Regions from separate parts of the Zea mays genome. Here regions 1 and 3 are each linked to region 2. Evidence: chromatin contacts called from public Hi-C data. All regions are on one chromosome and are shown on one strand. The core of a region is the stretch at or near the end of the contact, and the rest is flanking DNA. Distances in the headings are between cores, read along the strand shown. Region 1 holds the start of LOC100283619. Region 2 holds the start of LOC100285687. Region 3 holds the start of LOC100277445.

Evidence for each region. Hi-C and Micro-C count contacts between places; a contact is called where the count stands out from the background.
Region 1: a Hi-C map of ear shows a contact between it and region 2, with 2.4 times the contacts expected there. The contact joins the promoter of LOC100283619 here to the promoter of LOC100285687 in region 2. A contact is called at or near these places in 2 of 25 Hi-C or Micro-C datasets (ear and endosperm).
Region 3: a contact with region 2 is called in a Hi-C map of bundle sheath, with 4 times the contacts expected there. The contact joins the promoter of LOC100277445 here to the promoter of LOC100285687 in region 2. A contact is called at or near these places in 3 of 25 Hi-C or Micro-C datasets (bundle sheath, endosperm and tassel).

What each region holds. Positions count from the first base shown.
Region 1 is chr2:21,469,104-21,471,803 of Zm-B73-REFERENCE-NAM-5.0, reverse strand. It overlaps LOC100283619, which reads left to right and starts at 1,394. Exons shown (of 1, transcript XM_020549268.3): 1 at 1,394-2,700. The coding sequence starts at 1,808. The coding sequence ends at 2,470.
Region 2 is chr2:22,115,396-22,118,095 of Zm-B73-REFERENCE-NAM-5.0, reverse strand. LOC100285687 reads right to left here and starts at 1,304. Exons shown (of 1, transcript NM_001372319.1): 1 at 1-1,304. The coding sequence starts at 1,179. The coding sequence ends at 340.
Region 3 is chr2:22,719,661-22,722,360 of Zm-B73-REFERENCE-NAM-5.0, reverse strand. It overlaps LOC100277445, which reads right to left and starts at 1,393. Exons shown (of 1, transcript NM_001151006.2): 1 at 352-1,393. The coding sequence starts at 1,167. The coding sequence ends at 541. It also overlaps a transcript of LOC541976 not described here.

The DNA.
Region 1 (2,700 bases), core at 145-2,644, 650 kb after region 2:
ATTGTGTGCGGATGGTCCGGCCGTGCCCAGGGTTGACTCACCATTTAGCAAAGATGGTGATGACGGTCGTCCTAGATATGAGTCCATCGGCATACCAGAATATGGCTGGGGAAACCCATTTGCCGCCGATGTGTTTGGCGCAATTGTTTCATCGCCTAATTTATGTGATAAAAAATTAGGCATGTGAGTTTTTCCTAATGCATGTGTCATCCTCTCTATATCCTCCGTGATACTTTTAATCCGATTATCAAAAGAAATTTTAATAGATGGAATATCATCGGCTGACCTGGCATCACCTATTGTGGGGAGCTGTTGCAGCACGACTAACATATACTCGGCGTTTATCTCCCTCTCTTGGACGGTCTTTTGGTGGCAGTCTACCTTGAAGTGCGAGAGGTACCACTTGTCCGCCACCTTGAGCACCTGATCCTTTTGTCGGTGGGCCTCCTCGTCTATTTTCTTCATGTCATCTTCTAATTTTTTATGCTCAGCGGCCGATAAATTAGTCAGCCTTGTGTTGCTGTTTGGAGAAGCACTGTTGAGATCTTTAGAATCGGCCATGTAAGCCTGATTTTGTAGATCTGCAACTTCTTCCCCAGCGGAGTCGCCAAAAGTATGTTGGCACCTTTTTGGGGCGCCAAACACTCAACAAGAACCGGCGGCGGTGCTCTCTGGTCAGGCGCGGACGGTCCGCGGCACAGGGCCAGACGGTCCGCGACCTAGCGACAGGGTCGTCTTCCTCCTCCTTGCTGGAATCTAGATCTCGTCCCCTGGGGGGAAAAGATCTTAAGGTGCTCCGGGTCGACAGGTCACCCGGGGCGTCCCCAGATGACGTGGAGTCGCCTAGGAATTAAGAGATCAAATCGAGGAAGAGGTCTTGGATGGACAACTAGATCTTGCCCCTCGGGAGGGGTGAGATCCTAGGGTCGTCTTGGGATCGGCAGGCCACCCAAGACGGATCTAGACGACGTAGAGTCGAATAGGGGTGGAGGTGGATATGCGGAAGACTACAACTAGAACTATGCTACATCTACTCCTAGGGCAGGAAAAGTAAATAAGGTAATTGGTTCGATTGGAATGTGTTCGGGGGTTCTCAATCGGCCGTACCCCTTTATATTTATAGGGGAGGAGGTCTGGACCTTTTCCTAAGAGATAGCAACAAACTCCCACGTGATTAGATGGATAACCACGCACGAGATAAGGATAAATATCCGAGTTGATCTAATCTCGGGACACGCGGACCGTCCGGGCCCAAGGGCCGGACCATCCGCTCATTTTGGTGCCCAACACTTGTATACGAAAACATCGCCGCATACATGTTTAACGGGATCCGTAGAGAACAAGGATGAAGAATGATTTCACGTTCCTGTTCTCATGTACCTGTTGAATAAGAGTTTTTTCCATTTACATCATATAGAGGAAGAATCTTTCCAATCTACATTCTCTTAGGAATTCCTCGTGGGACCCAGGATCGAGTCACCATTGTCATCTGAAGCTAGTTTGAAAACTCAAATATTCTTTGGAATTAAAGGGGACTGAAGCGAAAATTAATTTATTTTCACCTCAGTTCTCTCTAATCCTAAAAGCGATTTGAGGTTTTCCAAAGTAGTCCGTACTGGGTGGCATTGTCCTATGTTTCCATTGCTTGTGCAGTTGTGCCACGTCGCTCTGTCCTCCGCGGCACACCATAAAAACCAGACCCCGCAATGCTCCCATCTCCAGTCCAGGTCTCTAGTCTCCACTCCGCTGTCGCTCCGGCCCAGCAGCTCGACCACCACCGCTCCGCAGGCAGGAAGCCGCCAAGGACATGGACGACGCTCAGGAGCCTCCCTCCCCTCCCTCCCCCTCGCAGTCATCCTCCTCCTCTTCCTCGTCGTCCTCCGTGGCCCCGAACCCGAAGAAGCGGGCGCGCAAGGACGGCAGCCGGCACCCGACGTACCGCGGCGTGCGCATGCGGAGCTGGGGCAAGTGGGTGTCGGAGATCAGGGAGCCCCGCAAGAAGTCTCGCATCTGGCTGGGCACCTTCGCCACCGCGGAGATGGCGGCGCGCGCGCACGACGTGGCCGCGCTCGCCATCAAGGGCGCGCGCGACGCGCACCTCAACTTCCCGGGCCTCGCGCACCTGCTCCCGCGCCCGGCCACCGCGGCGCCCAAGGACGTGCAGGCCGCGGCCGCGCTCGCCGCGGCCGCCGACTTCCCTCTGCCGCCGTCCCCCGGCGGCGCCAATGCCAAGAGCCCCGAGAGCAGCAGCTCCGGCTCCGCCTCCGCCTCCGCCTCCGACGACGCCAGCGCCGCCTCGCCGGCGGCGCCGCAGGACGCCGAGCCCAACCCGGACGACGCGCTGTTCGACCTCCCGGACCTGCTTCTGGACCTGAGATGCTGCGGGCCGTCGTCGTGGGCCGTCGACGACGACGTGGCCGGCGGCGGCGCGTTCCGGATCATCGAGGAGCCGCTGCTGTGGGAGTACTGAACTGATCAATGCCACCGCGCCAGTCCTGTCCTTGAGCGGTTGGCAGTGATCAGCGAGTTCATGCATCGGTAGCTGTTGAGTGTTAGGGGGTGTTTGGCTTTAGAGACTAATTTTTAGTTTATCCAATTTATTCCACTTTAGTCACTAAATTGTTAAATATGGAAACTAAAATAGAGTTATAGTTTCCATATTTTGCAATTTATAGACTAAAGTGGAATAAAATGGAGGGA
Region 2 (2,700 bases), core at 55-2,554:
AGATCTCCAAACTTATCAGCAGCACAAGCCCAAGCCCTCACACCACACCACCCTGACAGGTGACAAGGACGCATATACCGAAAATCCGTTTGCAGACAAGACACTTGGATGAATCTACACACAGACAGCTTCTTTCCACTTGCGCGAGTTGCACGGAGCAACAGCGGCATCCGGACCCCCAATTGCTCCCGAGCTTATCGCATTCCGCGCGCCGTCGCATTCGCGCAAGTGCAGCGCAGGGCATCGTCCTGTTTTCCTCAGCTTTCCACCGGCGCACCCGTCGTTGCACTTGCACGCCTCATTGTCTCGCCGCGAGCCCGGTTTAACGCGCGGGGCTAGCTAGATGACGAGCTGCTCCACGCGCGGCGGCATCGCCGCCTGCTCGACCGGCGCGGCAGGGAACCATGGCTGGGCCGGCCGGCTAAGCTGGGAAGGCGGGGGCACCAGCGCCATGGCCATGTTGGCGGCGGCGGCCTCGCCTCGCTTCCGCCTCTTGGGCGAGCCGCCGGTGGAGGACGAGGACGAGTCCGAGGAGGTGGCGGGCTCGGGCAACGCCAACGGCCGCTTGTCCCCGGCGGCCGCGGCGGCGATCTCGGAGCCGATGCGGAGCGGGAAGTTGAGGAGCGCGCGCGAGCCGCGCATGCGGTAGGCGGCGCGGTCGTAGGCGAGCGCGGCGTCCTCGGCGGTGTCGTAGGTGCCGAGCCAGACGCGCGCGCCGTTCTTGGCCGGGTCCCTGATCTCCGCCGCGAACTTGCCCCACGGGCGCTGCCTGACGCCCCTGTAGTGCTTGCCCCTGGCCACGGCCGCCGCGGCCTCCTCCCTCCTGGGGCTGGGCGTGGCGGCCGCCTCGCCCTCGCTGCCGGGCGTCAGTGGCTGCTCCGGGTACGGGAGGCCGCCGAAGCAGGAGCCGTCGTAGGAGGAGGAGTAGTAGGAGTCGGGGGACCGCACCGGCTCGGGCTTCACGTGCGCGAAGGAGCCGTCGGGCAGCCAGCCGTAGGCGAAGGCGTCCTGCAGCGCCCCGAACACCACCATGTCGTCGGCGTCGTCGGTGCGGAACGGGAGCGAGTCGCTCCACTGGTCCGCCACCAGGATCCCGAAGCTCTCGTCGGCCGCCGCTGGTGGCTCCTCCAGGAGGTGCTGCCGGATGGTGTCCAGCATGGACGCCGGGTTAAGCAGCATCCTGGAATGGAACGACCGAGAGAGAGCTCTCTGTTTGGTTTATGATGATGAGCTGACGAAGCGGGAGGGGAGTTGAGTGAGCTGTGTGTTGTGTGGAAGGGAAAGAAGTGATCGAGTTGAACGGCGAGGCGAGGGCTGGGCCGGGGCGCGGCTTTTATATAGGCGGAGGCGGGTTCGTTGAACTTTCCCAACCTGGAGCCAGCCACGTGACGGAATGGGCTTGTTCATTAAAATAAGCAGGGGTCGCGGCCCAGTTAGGCGACGCTAATGCATAGCCCTGATTGTGATCTTAGTCGAGTAGTTTGCGGGGGAGGGCCGCTCGCTTTCCGCCCCTGACCGTTGGTTAAGGTGGATGGATGGGAATGGGATTAGCAGAGTGTGGTGGCGTCAGCGATGAGGTCGGCGTCAGCGGGAGGTGGAGCCCGTCGTGGCGTGGTGGCACTCGGGATCGTGCCTCGTGCGTGCGTGCCGCGGCGCTGTTGGCCCGTGCCCTGCCACCGCTCGGTGCTTTTCTAGATGGTCCATCGCCTGACCAGACCTGCCCTGGTCCGCCTCGGCTTCTCGATCTGGTCAGTTCACACGGCGATCCCGTGACGGCGAAGAAGGCAGAAGGAATACTCTACGTTTTTCCATGGCCTCTGGCGGCGATGATTATTATCACTGAAAAAAATTCTTCGATCCTGACCTGCATTTCCCTCGTGTGTTTTTTTAGACGAGGGAGGCATTTTGTTCCGTTGGAAATCATCCCTGACAGCTAGAAGAGCGGGCGGGCGGGCGGAATCGACAGCCGGAGCCGCGACAAGAGCTGTGGGATCTGTATTCATCAATGCGGTGGCCCTGAGGTTTGCCGTCGCAGGAAGAAATGGCGTGGAAGTCATGTGGTGCATTGCTTCTAGACCGTCTCGTGGCTGCACGGACCCGGGCCGGGGGCTGGGCACGGGAGGATAGAGACAGCCACAGCTAGCTTTTGTGGGGGCCCAGACCATGAGGAGAAAGAAATTAAAGACGACAGCAGCGGAGCTTGAAAGCGTGATCAGCTACTTATCCCATGGACTTTACGAAGATCTGAACAAAGCTACGCTGGCTGCAGCGTGTCTTCTTCCACCCGCTGCTGGGCCTCTAGTACGTTTGTTCTAGGCATATACGTACTCCTGTACTGTCGACGTCGTATAGCGTCATCGTCCAAAGGCGGACGATCTGATCCACTCATCCACCACCGCACATGCACGTCCTGATGCGCTAGTGTGTATGTGTATATCACTGGGGGTATATATCTTAGAAACGTTGGCAGTTTTTGTTTCGGCCGATAATGGGTGCAAGTGCAATTGCAGGAACCGGGGTCGGAAGAGACCGCATGACCTTGACGTGCTTTGCCAGCTAGCTAGCTAGGGGTGGTGATGCATGCATGACTGCTTATTAGCTTTCTGTAACAGCGGCGTCGTCGCGTCGCGCCAATGGGACTCTTGCTTTGCTTGCACAGACATGCATGCCAGACTTGTTTAACAGCGGAGCACGTGATTT
Region 3 (2,700 bases), core at 144-2,643, 600 kb before region 2:
GCACTAGCAAAGGACTAAAAAAATACAGTCCCTGACATTAAAATAACACATCTCCGGTTCTTATTGTCCAAGTGCTGCAGGAGCCAAGGTAGCAGAGACATTTTTTTATGATGTATAAGTCTGTAATGTAGCAGTGACAATTGTGTTCTCTCTCTTCAAGGAATTACAAGTCCAGAGCCCAAAAACATAATTGTTATGAGAACTCAATGCTAATCTTCTAACATCCCTAGGTTATCAGTAGTATACATGTCACTTTCATCAGAACATAAAAATCAAACAAATTAAAAGCGTGATACATGAAAGTAAGGAGACAAGTAGGCGACAGACGTGCAACAGGCAAGACAACTTCCATAAGAAACTCTCCTTTTGAGCAAATGCAAGACTGAAAAAACACTAAAGCTTGTCCGGTTCAACTACATCACAGATCCATCACAACTACTACATATAAACAGCACTAAGAAACTCCTAAACTCCTCGCAAGGCAGCATGCAACGAGGACAGGCAAGAAACCTTGAGAGGAAACATCTTTGTGCCACCACTTCAGTCCAAGGCGTCGATGATGCGGCCGACAAGCGCGTCCATGAGCCTCCTCTGTGCATCGAGGTGCCGGAGCGCCATCTCCATCCGCATCCTCTGCGTCTCCCGTGCGGCCTCCATCCTCCTCTCCTCCGCCCGCAGGAAACCCTCCCCGATGGCCCTCAGAGCACCCACCACGTCGCTCACACCGTCCTCGTCCCAGGCATCGTCCCGCCGCCTCTTCCTGGGCGGAGATGCGGGAGGGGAAGGGGGAGACGGCGTGGAAACCGCCGCCGGTGGCGGCGGCGACGAGGACAGGGACGTGGATCGGGACTGGGACTTGGAAAAGAAGGGCGGGGAAGGGCCGTCGAGGAGATCCATGGCGTCGAGGAGCGGGCATGGGCGTCGGCGGTTGGACCGGAGGCGTCGGCGGAGCTTCTCGATCTTGTGGCGGCACTGCCTGGCGGTCTTGGACGGGGCGGCCGCGGCTACGGCGGCCCAGTCGGTGGAGGTCAGGTGCTCCCGGCCGACGGCGAGGCGGCGCGCGGTGTAGGCCCGCGCGAGCGCGAGGGTCTCGTCGGTCGTCCAGCACGGCGGCGGCACGCGGCGGCCGGAGGCGCGGGCGGGGGAAGAAGGGGAAGGAGAGGCCATGGTGGTGGTGGGCCTGGAGGGGATGGTGAAGCGGTGGTGGAGGACGGCATGGATGGTGAAGCGTTGGGTTATAACGGAGGCGTTCCCCTTAGGCGGCAACAGGTGGCGGTGGGCGCACGCGGGCGGCGGTGGGCGGCAGCGGCGGCGGCGCCAACCGCGGCGCGTGGGGGCACCTTGACCGACACGCCGCGCGGCGCGGGACGTGCGACCCGTAAAATTTCGCGGTGGGCTTCCGTTCCCTTCCGTCCCCCATTTCGGCTGCTGGACGGCTGCGATGCGTCGGGTGGTCACGGGCGGCGCGCGCCGCCGTGGACTCCAATGGTTCGCCTGTGTCCGCTTCTTGGTAATAATGTTTTTGTTTCGGGGGCCGAAATGGAATTTGGCTTCTGGAGACGGTGAACGCTGGTCGCCTGGTCGTCACGTCGTTCGACTGGCCGCGCACGGCGGCATGCGGCGCGTCACGCCCACCAGATAGGCGTGCGACCTGCCCACCTAGCGTGCGGCAGCGGCAAGGCGACTCGCGCGGGCGCGGCTTCCGTGTGCGTGGGGCCGTGTCCGTGTGTGATCAATCGACGGGGGCGCCGACGCCGACGCGGCGTGGCCGTAGCACAAGGGCGATGTGATGTGACGTGCCGCGTCCCGTTGTCCTGCAGCCGGGACCCGGTAGCCGGCAGCGTCCAACGCATCAATGCGGTGGCAGCGAGAGCTGCCTGGCCATGTCAACGACAGAGAATGATTGGGGAGCCGACGATCCGTCATCTGAAATTCTGAAGTGTGCGACGGGGCAATCGCGCACCACCATCGCGTCCAAGGAGTCGAGGACACAGCACGACATGGCCATATCGACATTTCCATGACCATGAGGCAGTGTAGAACCAAGGCCACACGCGGCACAGTCGCACAGAGCTGCACGGGCACCGGGCACGGCGTGGCCGATGGAAGATGGAACTTAAGACTAACGTAGTTGCCACAACGACCGAGAATAAAGGCCAGTTTGTTCCTCCCTAACTTGCAGGGCTGGGCGTTCGGGTATACCCGAAAATTCGGGTCGGGTAGTTCGGGTTTTTAAAAATTCGGGTATTCAGCAGTTGAACCCGAACTCAACCCGATATTACTTGATACCCGAAATTTCGGGTACCCGAAATTTCGGGTTCGGGTTCGGGTTAAACCGAGATACCCGACATCTTACCGAGGCAGTCTGTACTCCTAGGCTCCTGGCTTCTTCATTGTTCATGTCGTTCTTCTGTGTGCTTCACTATAGTCCCGTTGCCCCCTGCAGTGCAGTCCTGTACAGGTATAGTTGTGCTCCTGCTCCAGTCGGTTGGCGGCGATGCACGGGCAGGCACTGGGCGACATGCTGATGGACAGTTGGTCGGCGGCGATGCGCAGGCAGCAGCATGCAGGTGAGCAGCATGCAAGTGGAGCGGCCGAGCTAGCTAGGCATCTAGCTGCGTTCCTGCGTGTAGCGTGTTGCAGGCAGCAGCATACGGGTTGTCGAGCGAGCTAGCATGCGGGCGCCGAGCGACGAGCTGG